Regions from separate parts of the Gossypium hirsutum genome. Here region 1 is linked to region 2. A link is a contact called in public Hi-C data. All regions are on one chromosome and are shown on one strand. The core of a region is the stretch at or near the end of the contact, and the rest is flanking DNA. Distances in the headings are between cores, read along the strand shown. Region 1 holds the start of LOC107908887 (protein IQ-DOMAIN 1). Region 2 holds the start of LOC107909069 (splicing regulatory glutamine/lysine-rich protein 1).

The links. Hi-C and Micro-C count contacts between places; a contact is called where the count stands out from the background.
Region 1: a contact with region 2 is called in a Hi-C map of leaf, with 2.2 times the contacts expected there. The contact joins the promoter of LOC107908887 here to the promoter of LOC107909069 in region 2. A contact is called at or near these places in 2 of 34 Hi-C or Micro-C datasets (both in leaf).

The regions. Positions count from the first base shown.
Region 1 is chrD08:30,804,114-30,810,514 of Gossypium_hirsutum_v2.1, forward strand. LOC107908887 (protein IQ-DOMAIN 1) reads left to right here and starts at 4,501. Exons shown (of 5, transcript XM_041099957.1): 1 at 4,501-4,618; 2 at 5,034-5,117. The coding sequence starts at 5,037.
Region 2 is chrD08:30,083,530-30,089,563 of Gossypium_hirsutum_v2.1, forward strand. LOC107909069 (splicing regulatory glutamine/lysine-rich protein 1) reads right to left here and starts at 2,466. Exons shown (of 6, transcript XM_041099095.1): 1 at 1,791-2,466; 2 at 1,137-1,188; 3 at 110-193. The coding sequence starts at 2,405.

The sequences.
Region 1 (6,401 bases), core at 3,251-5,750, 720 kb after region 2:
CTAGCCGATTCTTCTCCATTTAGCAACCAATGCACATATGTGCTCACTCAAAAATGCTAAAAAGGAGGTTCAAGAATCATCAAGCCACCATCACATGCATCATTAACAAGCTTCATATTTAGCATGCAATGGCATTAACACAAACTCCACCTAGGCCGAATCTTAACTCATCCTCATGCCTCATCACCACAACATCAAACATCAACCAAGAATGATGCATCCATGGCCGAGTGTCATTTCCATCACATAGCAAGATTTAGACCATGGGCTAGGTAGAACTCAAGCTAACAACTAAAACATGCATGCATCTCATGGAACATCATGAAACATACCTTAGCCTAGCTACATGCATGGCCGAACCTCTTCAACCTTTCTTCTTCCTTCCTCCTTAAAATTTTTGGCCAAGGATGAACCAAAGGATGAGCATTTTTTTTTCTTTGTTTTTTTCTTTCTAGTTTCGGCTAAATGAAGATGAGAAAGGATGAACAAAAATTTTCTCCTTTCTTTTCTTTAGCTCACGGCAATGGGGGGGAAACAACTACACACATTTTTTTTTTGTATTCATCATACTCCTTTTCATTATTTTATGCCCATGCCCCTTATTTTATTTTTTTCCTACATACCTCACTAGGCCAACATGTTCCCAACATGTTTCCACCCATAGCATGGCCAACCACTAGCTCAAATTTTGGGTAATTTGACATGCAAACCCATCATTTTCACAACATGCATTAATAGACCATTTTAAATTAGCCTATCATATTTTCACCATGTCTCATATCAATCCCTATTTAATAATTTCTCATGCAATTGGCAAAATTGGAGAATGAAACTTCCACATACTCATGTACACACATAATAAGCATAGAATATGGAAATCAATTATTTTTATGACTCAGTTTTGTGGTCCCGAAACCACTTCCCGACTAGGGTCAATTTTGGGCTGTCACAATAACTTTATATTTTATTATTTAATTTAATCATGCATGATCCACTTTATAGCTTAAAAATATAATATGCTCAAACTAATATAAAATAAGTCATTTTATGCATGAAAACTATATAATAAAGCATAAAATCACATTTTAATAATTTTCATGTCCTAATTTCATATTTTCACATATTTCATTAATTTATTAAACAATTACTTGGTTTTAACAACAAATTTAAGTAAAAAAAATGATGAATTATATAGGAAAAATCCTATATATTTTTCAGTTTACAAGTATCTACGAAGTTACTCCTTGAATCTTTCTCATGCCTTGTATAAGGATTCATCATCCATATGCGAGAAAGTGGTGATCTCGTTCCGCAACTTAGCATTTTTGCTAAGTGGGAAATACTTTACTAGAAATTGTTCAGCTAATTCTTCTCATGTTGAAATTGAATGTGGTGGCAACGAATTAAGTCATGCTCGTGCTCGATCTCGCAACGACTATGGAAACAACTTCAATCTCAATGCGTCTTCAATTACACCGACTATCTTAAAGGAATCACTCACCTCCATGAATAGTTTAAGGTAAAGGTGTGGATCTTCTGTGGGTATTCCACTAAACTGACCCATTGTTTGACGCATATGGAACATCACAGGCAGCAATTAAAACTGTGGTGCCTTGATCTCCGGTCTCCTAATTCCCGAATTTAATTCATTAAAAAGTGAAACAACATATTGCCTTATAGCTTGATCCTTGTCATTAGCAATAAGGATTGGATTATGAACATTAGCGACTCCATTTCCTTGACCATCATTTTGATTTCCAAGGTCCATTTTTGTGGCTTGTCTTTGGGCAAATCTTTCACGTCTTCTTTATCTAATTGTCTGCTCAGTTTCAAGGTCTACAGGTAATAAATCAATAATTTGATCTATGCTCATAAACATCTGAGAATAAAATCACAAAAAAAAAAATTGATTAGTAAAGTTAGAAATAAAGTAACATAAAATAAGAACCAAATTGCAAAGAATAATTTTACAAAAATGATTTAATATAAAATTTGATTTTTTTAAATTTATTATTACATAAATTATTTTAATAAATATATTTTAATAAATTGAGAATTCTTATTTTACAAGTATGATAATTTTTTTATCAAGTAAATTTATTTAACAAATTGTTTTAGTAAAATGAAAACTATTATTTATAAAAAAATCTTATAAGTAATAAAAAATATATAAAATAAAAAAATCAGTAATATAATCAACAATAAAAAATATATTGATCCGTTTAAAATTTTCTCTAAAATAATGCATTTGTATAAATTAAATATATGTTTGGGGAGTCAAATTGCTTCTTTTTAAGAGATCCTATCGCGTTTTGTTTTAGGTTTGATTGTGTGGGACATAGAGATTTACCAATATTTCGTATTTTTGCACTTACAAATAAATTCTGAATCTATTAAAATTTATCCATCTATTTATATTGCGAGGACAATATTTTGAATCTAATAACAATTACCTTGGCTACCTTTTTAATATTTTATCCTCCAATGAATAGAATTTAAAAGGAAGAAAAATATAATATCACATTTGGTATAAAATATTTAATGTGGTATTTATATTTTGAAAATATACGATGTGATATCTAAACTATCAATATGTGTTTTTATTATAGTACTCTTACTTTCATAAAATGTCCAATGTAATACCTACACTTTAAAATGTCTAATGTACTACGTAAACTATCAATATTTGTTATTGTTAACACCGTTAATGAATTGCTAAATAAACCAATAAAAATTTGGCATATAGAAATTTTTTCCAAATCATCAAGTTACATGGATAATATAATATTATGTAAAAAACTAAATAAAACAAAAAAAAGTTAAAATCAAATAACTAAACATACGATTAATAAAAAAAGTAAATACTAAACTTATATAAACAAAAATGTCATCTCCGTTTAAATAAATGATCATCTTCTCCAAAGAATTTTCCATTTGAAATGATATTTTTATTAATTTTTAAATACTTTTTTATTATACTTTCCATGTAAAATTAGTATTTACTTTTTTTAGTAAGAATATGTTTAATTATTTTTTAATTTAGTTTTTTATTTTTTATTTAATGTTATATTATTCATGTTGATTTGATTATTTGAAAAAATAATTCCGTAAAAAAATTTTATTGATTGATTTGGCGATTCACTAATATGTTAATATTAGGTACCATAATAAAGTATATATTGATAGTTCATATATTATATTAGATATTTTGAAAGTAAATGTATTATATTGAACATTTTATATAAATACAAGTACTATAATAAAATATATATTGATAATTTAAGTATCATATTAGATATTTTAAAAATAAGGATAAAAAATTTACCATTTATTTATATTGCGAGGACAAAATATTAAGTCACCACCAAAAGGCCACCACGGTTGCTTTATGATTTGTGGTAGTTGAAATCTTTACTCCTCGGTTGCGGCCCCGTGCTCGTGGTGTCTTCCACCCGATGAGTAATAAATAAAATCAAATAATTTTATTATCTTTTTAGGCGACGGTCAACTTAAAAGCTTTATAAAATAAAATTTATAACTTTATTATAATATTAATTAAAAAATGGATTATTAAAAGGACAAGGTTCCATAATTAACGTTAAAAAAGAAAATCAAATCATACCATCAAAGGAGAAAGTGTACGCCCAAAAGAGAACTAAACCTTTGGTCTATATGCATCAAATTTTATGGTTTTAAGACACAATAGCCTAACTTCCCACTCCCCCCTCCCCACTCCCCAAAAAAAAAAGAAAAAAAAGGAGGCCATAACGGGACTTATGCTACATGGAATTCGTGTGATATTGACTTCATGCTCCAGTTGTTTTCCAATATTAAAAAATAATTATCACAATTTGCTTAGGAAAAAAAACATAAATATATTTAAAATTAACTACTAATAGTCAATGAAATAAATACACTTAAAATTTTAAAATTAATAAAATTATACTATCTAAATATGTAAAGTTATAAACTTAAATTGATTAATATTTAAAAATAAAGTGCATGTCATATTAATCTACTTAAAGATTAATAAAAATTAAATGTGAATTTTAATTTATTCATTTATATTTAAATTAATAAATGAGTAATTATTTTATACGCAATAGCTTGTAGAATTTTTAAACTTTATAAATGGATTAAAGGTGTGATAAGCGTATTTATTTATAGGATTAAAAAATAATTTTAAATTTAAATTTGATAATTGTTCTCATATTAAAATTTGGACTAGATAATTATTTTTATATTGAAGTATGAATTATTTTTTGTCCAAATTAGACCATCAACTTAGTAATTATTTTTACATTAAGATTTGAATTTGACAATTGTTCTCCTATTAATGTATAAATTTTAAGATTTTCAAAAATTTATTTATAAAAGTTCAAATTTTAACTTAGATAAAAAATTTTCAAACTCAACATTGTCGAAAGTTGAACTTAACCTAAAAAAAATTCAAACCAAATAGTTATTAAGAATCCCAAAAATCATTTTAACCCTTAGTTAAATTCTAAGCCTATGACAGGGTAGGCTTAGGAGAGGAAATGGTGATGTGGGAGAATGTCATTAGGCTGAAAGCAACCATAATGAGCCCGTGAATTTGATAAATCCAACGGCCGATCGCGTGGGTCTCTTCATTTACTTCGTTCTCTACTTTCTTGCCCACTGCTTCTGCTTCCCTTCTATCATTTTTCCATATCACCTGTTTTCTCTTTTTTCTCATCTCTCCCCCCAACTCTTGTCAAATGATAGAGAGGAAACATGACAGTAAATCAAGCCAAGTGATAAAAGTTTCAGCCTGCTGTTACTGTCTCTGGTTTCTTTTGACCTATTTTTTTTAAAAAAACTCTGTTTCTTAACTCGTTGTTCCTCTACTTTGCATTCATTCTCTGTTTTCATTGACATGGGTTTTCAACCTTGTTTTTATAATTGAACTTTTCCTTTTAATTGGATGCAATGTGATTTAGTTATAAAGCTGGTCTGATGAAGTTAAATATATGCCGTTTTTGTTATGACTTTTGAAGCACCTCTATTGATAGGAGATGGGAAAGAAAGGGAGTGGATGGTTCTCCACGGTGAAGAAAGTGTTCAAGTCTTCATCTAAGGACTTGCCCGAGAAAAAGGTAACTGATTTTTTTTGTTGTTGGGTTTTGGATTTCTTTGCTTAATTTCTAGGCAACCGATCAAAGGTTTTTATGTTGACATCTTTCAAGATTTTCTTTTTCAGATTTTCATTTTAAGGCAGACTTAAAATAAAATACAATAAACCCAAAATCCAAAACATTCTGGATTATGTTTCTTTTAGTTAGGGGTGCTTACCCTTTTCCTATCTGAACATGGTTAGCTCTTATCTGGGTATCTTACATGCCCATTATTCATAAGTCATCTGTTACAAAACTAGATTTATCGAACTTTTCCTACATGTTTAAAATATCATATTCCACATCAATATTTAAATTTGTCCAACACAATTTTTCAATAAAAAAGAAAATTTTTAATAACATGGATTACTTTGTTTTATTTTTCTTTGCAGCCAACGTAAATTTGTAAAAAGTAGATAGATATTACTCATTTTTAGCTTATTTTTGAAATGTATGGCGATGCTCTAATTACTTTTGCAAAGAAAAAAAATTAAAAGAAGAGAAAACATTACAAATATGAGGCAGGTTTTTATAAAAGAATATATTTGATATATTAATATGATGTTAATGAATTAAATAGTAGCATGTAATTAAAGATAATTTATTTAGATTTTCTTTTAGGAATTTTTAATAATGTGTTTAATTCAATAACAAGGTAATATACATAATCCGTGTATATATCTTTTTTTTATTTATAAAACTATTAACAACAAAGTATTTAAATTTTGAAATATGGAAGCATGCAAGGAAAATGACACATTAAGTATTTCTAACAGGTATTCTCAAAAAGAAATTCCATAATTAATTGACTTAAACGTATTTTAAGTATAAAAATGCATAAACGGTTAATTTTCAAATTTAATTTTATACATTTTTCTCAATAATATTTCAGTCGAGGTAAATTCATATTGGAGGAGTATTCCTTTTTATCTAAACTCGGAAGTCAGTATGAAATATGAATATGTAATTATGGTTGATATATTAACTTATAATTTATATCTATACTATATGGAATATATGTTTGACATAGTGGTCCTATATATATAATTTAAAATAATAGTCAGAGCTATATTATTGTACGTGGTGGAACAAAGATGACCATCCTTTCCATTGTTCCATGGACCATGAACACTAGCAAGGGATTGCGGTCCCCTATCGACATAACTTCCTTGATACATTATTATCAGCTTTCACGTCATTCAACTTGATATCATGTGCTCCAAATGCTAGATCCCAATCATGCCATAGCAATAACAATATGTCCTC
Region 2 (6,034 bases), core at 1,216-3,715:
CTTGCAAGGAACTTTGTTTCCATAGACCAAAGTATCACATTACCCTGATAGATTTTTCTAAAATTGGTTTTAAAATATAATTAACAGGCAATATGGATGGGTGTTTAACCTTCAATTTCATCATCGTCAACAGGGGCATCTTTGTCAAACTCGAACCGTTCCCAACCAGGGCCTGTTGTTGGATCCTTTTCAGCTGCATGTAAAATTTAACTCTTAATATACGAATGGAGGAAAACTTCACACACAAAGACCAGAAGGTAAACCTTCTAATTTAGCAAGACCAGTGAGGAGTTACAGCCATTGTCTTTAATAATTAACAGTATAGTTAGATGACATAACAGCAAGAATTTATTTTAAACCAACAGAAACACAAAATAATATTCACTAGTAAAACAAAATATTTTAAGATAATGCTTTGGTCGAGTGGTAAAGCTAAAGATTTATCGACCCAAAAGTCATGGGATCAAATTCCATCATATACAAATTATTTATTGAATTTAAAAAATAAAAAATAAAAAGACTAAAGTACCCTAGAATAACATAACTTATTCTAAATACGAAAAGATATTTTTGTAATTTTCCTAACCGAGTTGGTGCCCAGTTGACTTGAACTCAACTAGAGGTTTAAATAATAGTATTGATAATATATATATGTATATGATATCTTAGAATATAAGAACTTAGAGATGAGAAGTTATGGCTTTTGATAAAGGGAGTTCGCAATGGCTAGTAATCCCACATTGCTACAAAAATTAGAATATAAATAATTTGTTTATTATATAATACTATTTTTATTTTTGAAATAGTTACAAATATTATTTTTGCCTTTTTTTCTTTTATTTTCTAATTTGTAAACTACAATTGATATTTTTTTTCTTTTATATGTCAATAAATCTTAAAAAGCCAAAAAGCGAAATAATCAACCGACCAAATGCACACCCCTAGCTAAACTTGATTTCTTATGATCACATTGATTTCCCACAGAGATAAACTAAGATGTTCACCTCATAAACAAAATAATGCTAAGTTGGTAGTATCAAACATCAACAAAACAAGAAACACTGCATAGCACTCCCGGAAGCCCATAACACTTAAGCAACAATAAAATGGAAACCCAAAGAAATAGGACAAACTACCTGCTTCAGCAAGTTGAAGTTTCATCTTGGCTTTAACTCTTTCAGGAGGCAACTGTTCACAAAAGAAATGCCTTTTCATCACTCCTTAAAGCAAAGGCCTTAAACAGAAAGATCCAAGCAGACAAAATGTACTTGACAAAGTCACTCTTTAGTCTTTGAGATAAGATAAAGAGCCAATGGAGAATCAATCACAAATAAAGGCATAGAATTCATTATGCTTACCGTAAAGGAGTTAGAATCAAAGATTCCAATTTCAGAAAAATAATTTCCCAATATCAGGCAAATTGAACAAAAAGTAGGTTCATATAATTCAAATAGAATAAATAGAATTAAACCAAGTTCTACTCTTAATTAGGATGTCCTCAAATGTTACTCTTTTTTATTTTCGTTTTCCATGACATACTAATAGCTTCCAAGATAAAATTCCAAATCTCTTCTGGCCAAACTTTCTTATCATACACTGAATCATAAAAATCTTACTAAATTTAATCGATAATACCACTTGATAAAGAGAAGACTAAGAAGTGAGGGGATCGATTCTTTCAAAAAACCAGCAGCAATCATAAATGTACTGAGCTAGACGAAGTAGATAACACATTGTATATGACTATTAAAGAAAATAATATAACAGAAAAGACTGTAAAAACTTCATACCATACTATCGTAACCTTGGATCAACAGCGAATAATTAACAGCTCCATTTTTCTCCTTCTTGGATTTCCCCTCTCTCGTCCCATGCCTCTCTGACCTCCATGACTCCCGCGGCGACAAACTCCTGCTCCTCTTCCTCCGCTCCAATTTCCCTTCTCTACGAGGCGACCTACTCCTCCTCCGGCGATCTCTACTCCCACTCCTCCGATCTCTACGAGGCGACCTACTCCTTCTCCGCTTCCTTCTCTCTCTATCCTTTTCCCAGTATCTCTCCCTACTCGTGCTTCTGCTTCGCCTCCTTGAATGCTTATCTCCGTCTCTCTCCACGTTGGTTCTCGCCGAAACCCTAGCTTCTCTTTCCGGCTTCTTCTTTAGCTTATGTTGGATCGGTTGAAGTTGAGATTCTTTCTCAAGCTTGGAAGCGGTGGTAGGACTCGAGGCCCTGACGAAACTGCTGAGGAAGGATGAACATGGAGAGACAAAGGTTGTGCCTCTTTGAGGAACCGCATCGTGTTGATCATCGCAAGAGGAGAAACCGAGGCCTCGCTTGAATCTGGCCGCTCCCTCACCTTTCCTGGTAAGCTCATCGTAGTAAGCTGCCGCCTTCTCTTCTTCCATTTTTTTTTCCCAACAGAATTCAATGCGAGAAGAAGGATATGATTTTTCAATTTTCTTGTGATTTAATTTCCGTGTTATCGATTTGTAAGAACCTCATCAGTGAACGGCAATGTAAACGATGCCGTTTAACTTCTAGTCTCTATTGGATTAAAGGTGCGGATCAGATCTAATTAAATTTTTTTAAAAATTTAAAGAGTTTTAGTGAACATTTTCAAAAATTTTAGAAGTTTTATAAAAATTTAAAATATTAAAAAATAGTTTAATTGAAAGTTTTAAAAAATTTTAAAGATTTAATAGTAATTTTCAAAAGTTAGGGTTTAATTAAAAATTTCAAAATAAATTAAAGGTGTAAATAAAATTTTCAAAAACTTGGGAGGCTTTAGTAAGAATTTTCCTCTAGTCAAAGAAAATGACTTGCGAAATTGTTTTTCTTTTTTATATTTCCATGTGTTTATTTCATAGAAAACAGTTTGATGAACTCAAATTAAGGGTAAGTCATTTTTCAAAAGAAAATTATTTTATGAGTAATTTAATTTTTATATCACAATTGATTTGAATCAAATCTAACATTATTATATTAATAATTTTTTTATTTTTAAAAATATAAAATATTAATAACAAATATCATAATGTTAAATATTATTAAACATACATATTTAATTATTTATATTTAACAATATAGTAAACTATTAATATAAATAATATAATTTATTGTTTTAATAAATATTTAATATTGCAATCCTATCTTAATAATAAATTTTAACAATAATGATCTTAAATTTTAAATATTATTAATATATTATTAACAATATTTATATTAATATTGTAATAATAAATATTACAATTTATAAATATTTTATAGTAAATGTTTTATAGTCCATAATTTAATTATAAATATTAGTATTTGTTTAAGTTGTTGATATGAAACGTGCGTAGAATAGGATTGCTATCACATCCCAAAATTAAGCCTAGTAGTTTCGAGGATAATTTAGAGATTTTAGTTTAAAATGTGTTCGAAAATTTTAAGCATGGTAAACCAGAAATGTGTTCGTCTATGGCTTTTTTATAGTTAAATCAATTTTTGAAAATAAAGTAGAAAAGACCTTCAATTTTAAAAAAGAGGACTACTTTGTCAAAGGGATTAAATTAAGAGTAATTTTAAACCAAATGTATGAGGTTTTAAATCAGCCAATTTTCCCCTTTTTTCACCCTATTTTGACAATTAAAGAAAAAAAAGCATTCTCACCTATTTGTGTCGTCCCTCCTCAAACCTCATTCATCTATTTTGATCTTTCCAACTCTAATCCTTTTGAATTCTATCAAATCCCAAACACCAAATCTCTTTCAAATTCAAAGAGAAACACCAAAAACACCATTAATTTTGTTATCTCTCAAACTTGTGGGTTTTTTGGATTTTCAACCAAACATTCGTTTTTCTCTCATCGAAGGTAATGACTTGTTTTCCTATTAGTTTTTGATGATATCTAGCCTTTGAAATCGAGTTTTTATCTATTGAATCAAAATTTTTGAATAAATGCCAAAAATTGGGTTGTTAATGGTGGAATTCGGGATTTTGAATGAAAACGATGTTTCAAAGTGTTTTTCAACTTGTTTTGATGTGATTAGAAGGTTTCTAAACTTTCCCTAAAGTTTCGTTAAAGAATTTTAAGGTTTTATTGAGTTTTTGTGAAACTTGCCATTGTATGTTGAAATTTCAGAACGATGAATCCGTGTAGTTTTGTGTAGTTTGAAGGTTGGGAATTATTCTTAGATATATAATTAGACGATTAGAATCAGTTTTACGCAATAGGAGCAAGTAGGAGTTGAGATTTTTGTGTTTCGGCTAAGCTAGTCGAAATTTTAGTTTCAAGAGAATCTAGCTTAGTCTTGCATTTTTGGTTGATTTAGGTGAGTCTGTGGCTGAATAATAATTATGTTTGTTGTGTGATTTGTTTTGCATGAAGAATCAGAACCGTTGAAGCCTTCGGCGAGCAAGGCAAAAGGAAAGGAAAATCTAGTTTAGACTTTCGACGACTAGGCAAAAGTGCAAACAGTAAGTGTTTGGAATCATTGCTAGTAGACACAATTCATTGTGTTATTTGGGAGCTTAGGAATAGCTTAAACCCCTACTCTAAGTTTCGAGTGTAAGCTTTCTCATACCCCTGTTTAATTTACGAAATATACAATTATGTGGTGGAATTGAGAATTAAGATGTGATACTGTGACATGTGAAATATGCTTGTGATGACTATTGTGAATGTGTTAATTGTGGGTATGTTATACATGTCGTATGACAGTGATGATGTTGTGCTTATAATGTGAATATGCAATGAAAGTGTGCAGAATACAATAAGTAAAATGTGTGTTTAATTATGGATATTTTGGCCTTGTGATCTTTGAGACTATTGGATATAGTTGGCATGCCATAAGATTTGTAAGTACTCACCCTTGTGTTTTGTTTTTGGAGCGTTAAGGCCCAGGACAGTTTTGGAGTGATAAGGGAATCTGAGCTCAACTCCATTCACTGGGATATGTTGGTGTGTTGGAATGTGTTAGCTACATGCTATGCTTTTGGGATATGTTTGACTTATTGAGTCATTGGTGTGTTGGAGATCCGTGTATCTAATGTGTGGTGGTAGAGCCCACTCTTATATTCATAGCCTTATGTGTCAATTTATCATTAAATGAAATATTACGATATGTGACGTATGCATAAATATGTGATTAATAAGCTAGTTGAGTTGGTAAATATTGCATGAATATTTAAGGATGTCATCATAGTAAATTGTGTATGTATTGTGCTTTGGTCATTTTCATTTAACGCATGACATCATGTTTATTTGGTGGTTTTTCGATCATTTATCTTACCTTTGACATAAAACCACCAAGGTAAGTTCGATAGAACTTAGTGAGTAAACTCTCAATTACTTGAGTCGTAATCAGAGACTCCATTATCTATTCCCTTGCTCTTATCCTTGACTATGGTGAGTAAACCGTTAAGGTTCCATTCCTTAAGCCACAAAAGCTATACCTTGCCCTGAGATCATCACTTATCTCTCATATATCCATTACCTCATTCACATTCTCCTTTGTCCTTACTTAGTTCCTTAATCATTTATATTTCAAATGACCATACAAGAAAAATACTCTTGATGCGCCGCGTACTCTGGCACATTCTAGCTTCACTGTTCGTACCTTCTTACTATGTAGGACTCATCTTAACATTATGGGGCCTTACTATCAGAGTTTGCCATACACATTATTCCTTCAGAATACCATATACGTCGTTTCTTCAGAGATCACCTAGAATTCCTTTCATTTCATTTAGGATCTGCCATAGAGGCGCTGGCTTCATATGGTTGCCCCAAAGGAAATTCTTTTAAACTGCGCCACAAAGGCGTTCCTTTTCAGAGGTAGCCACAAAGGATTCCTTTATAGAGATTGCCACAAAGACTTCTTTTAATAGAGATCACCACAGCAACTTCCTTTATAGAGATTGCCACAAGAGTTTTCCTTAATAAAGATCGCCACAAAGTTTTCCTTTAACAGAGATCTCCACAAAGGCTTCCTTTACAGAGATTGCCATAGAGGCATTTCTTTCCATAAGATTGCCACGAAGTCATCCATTT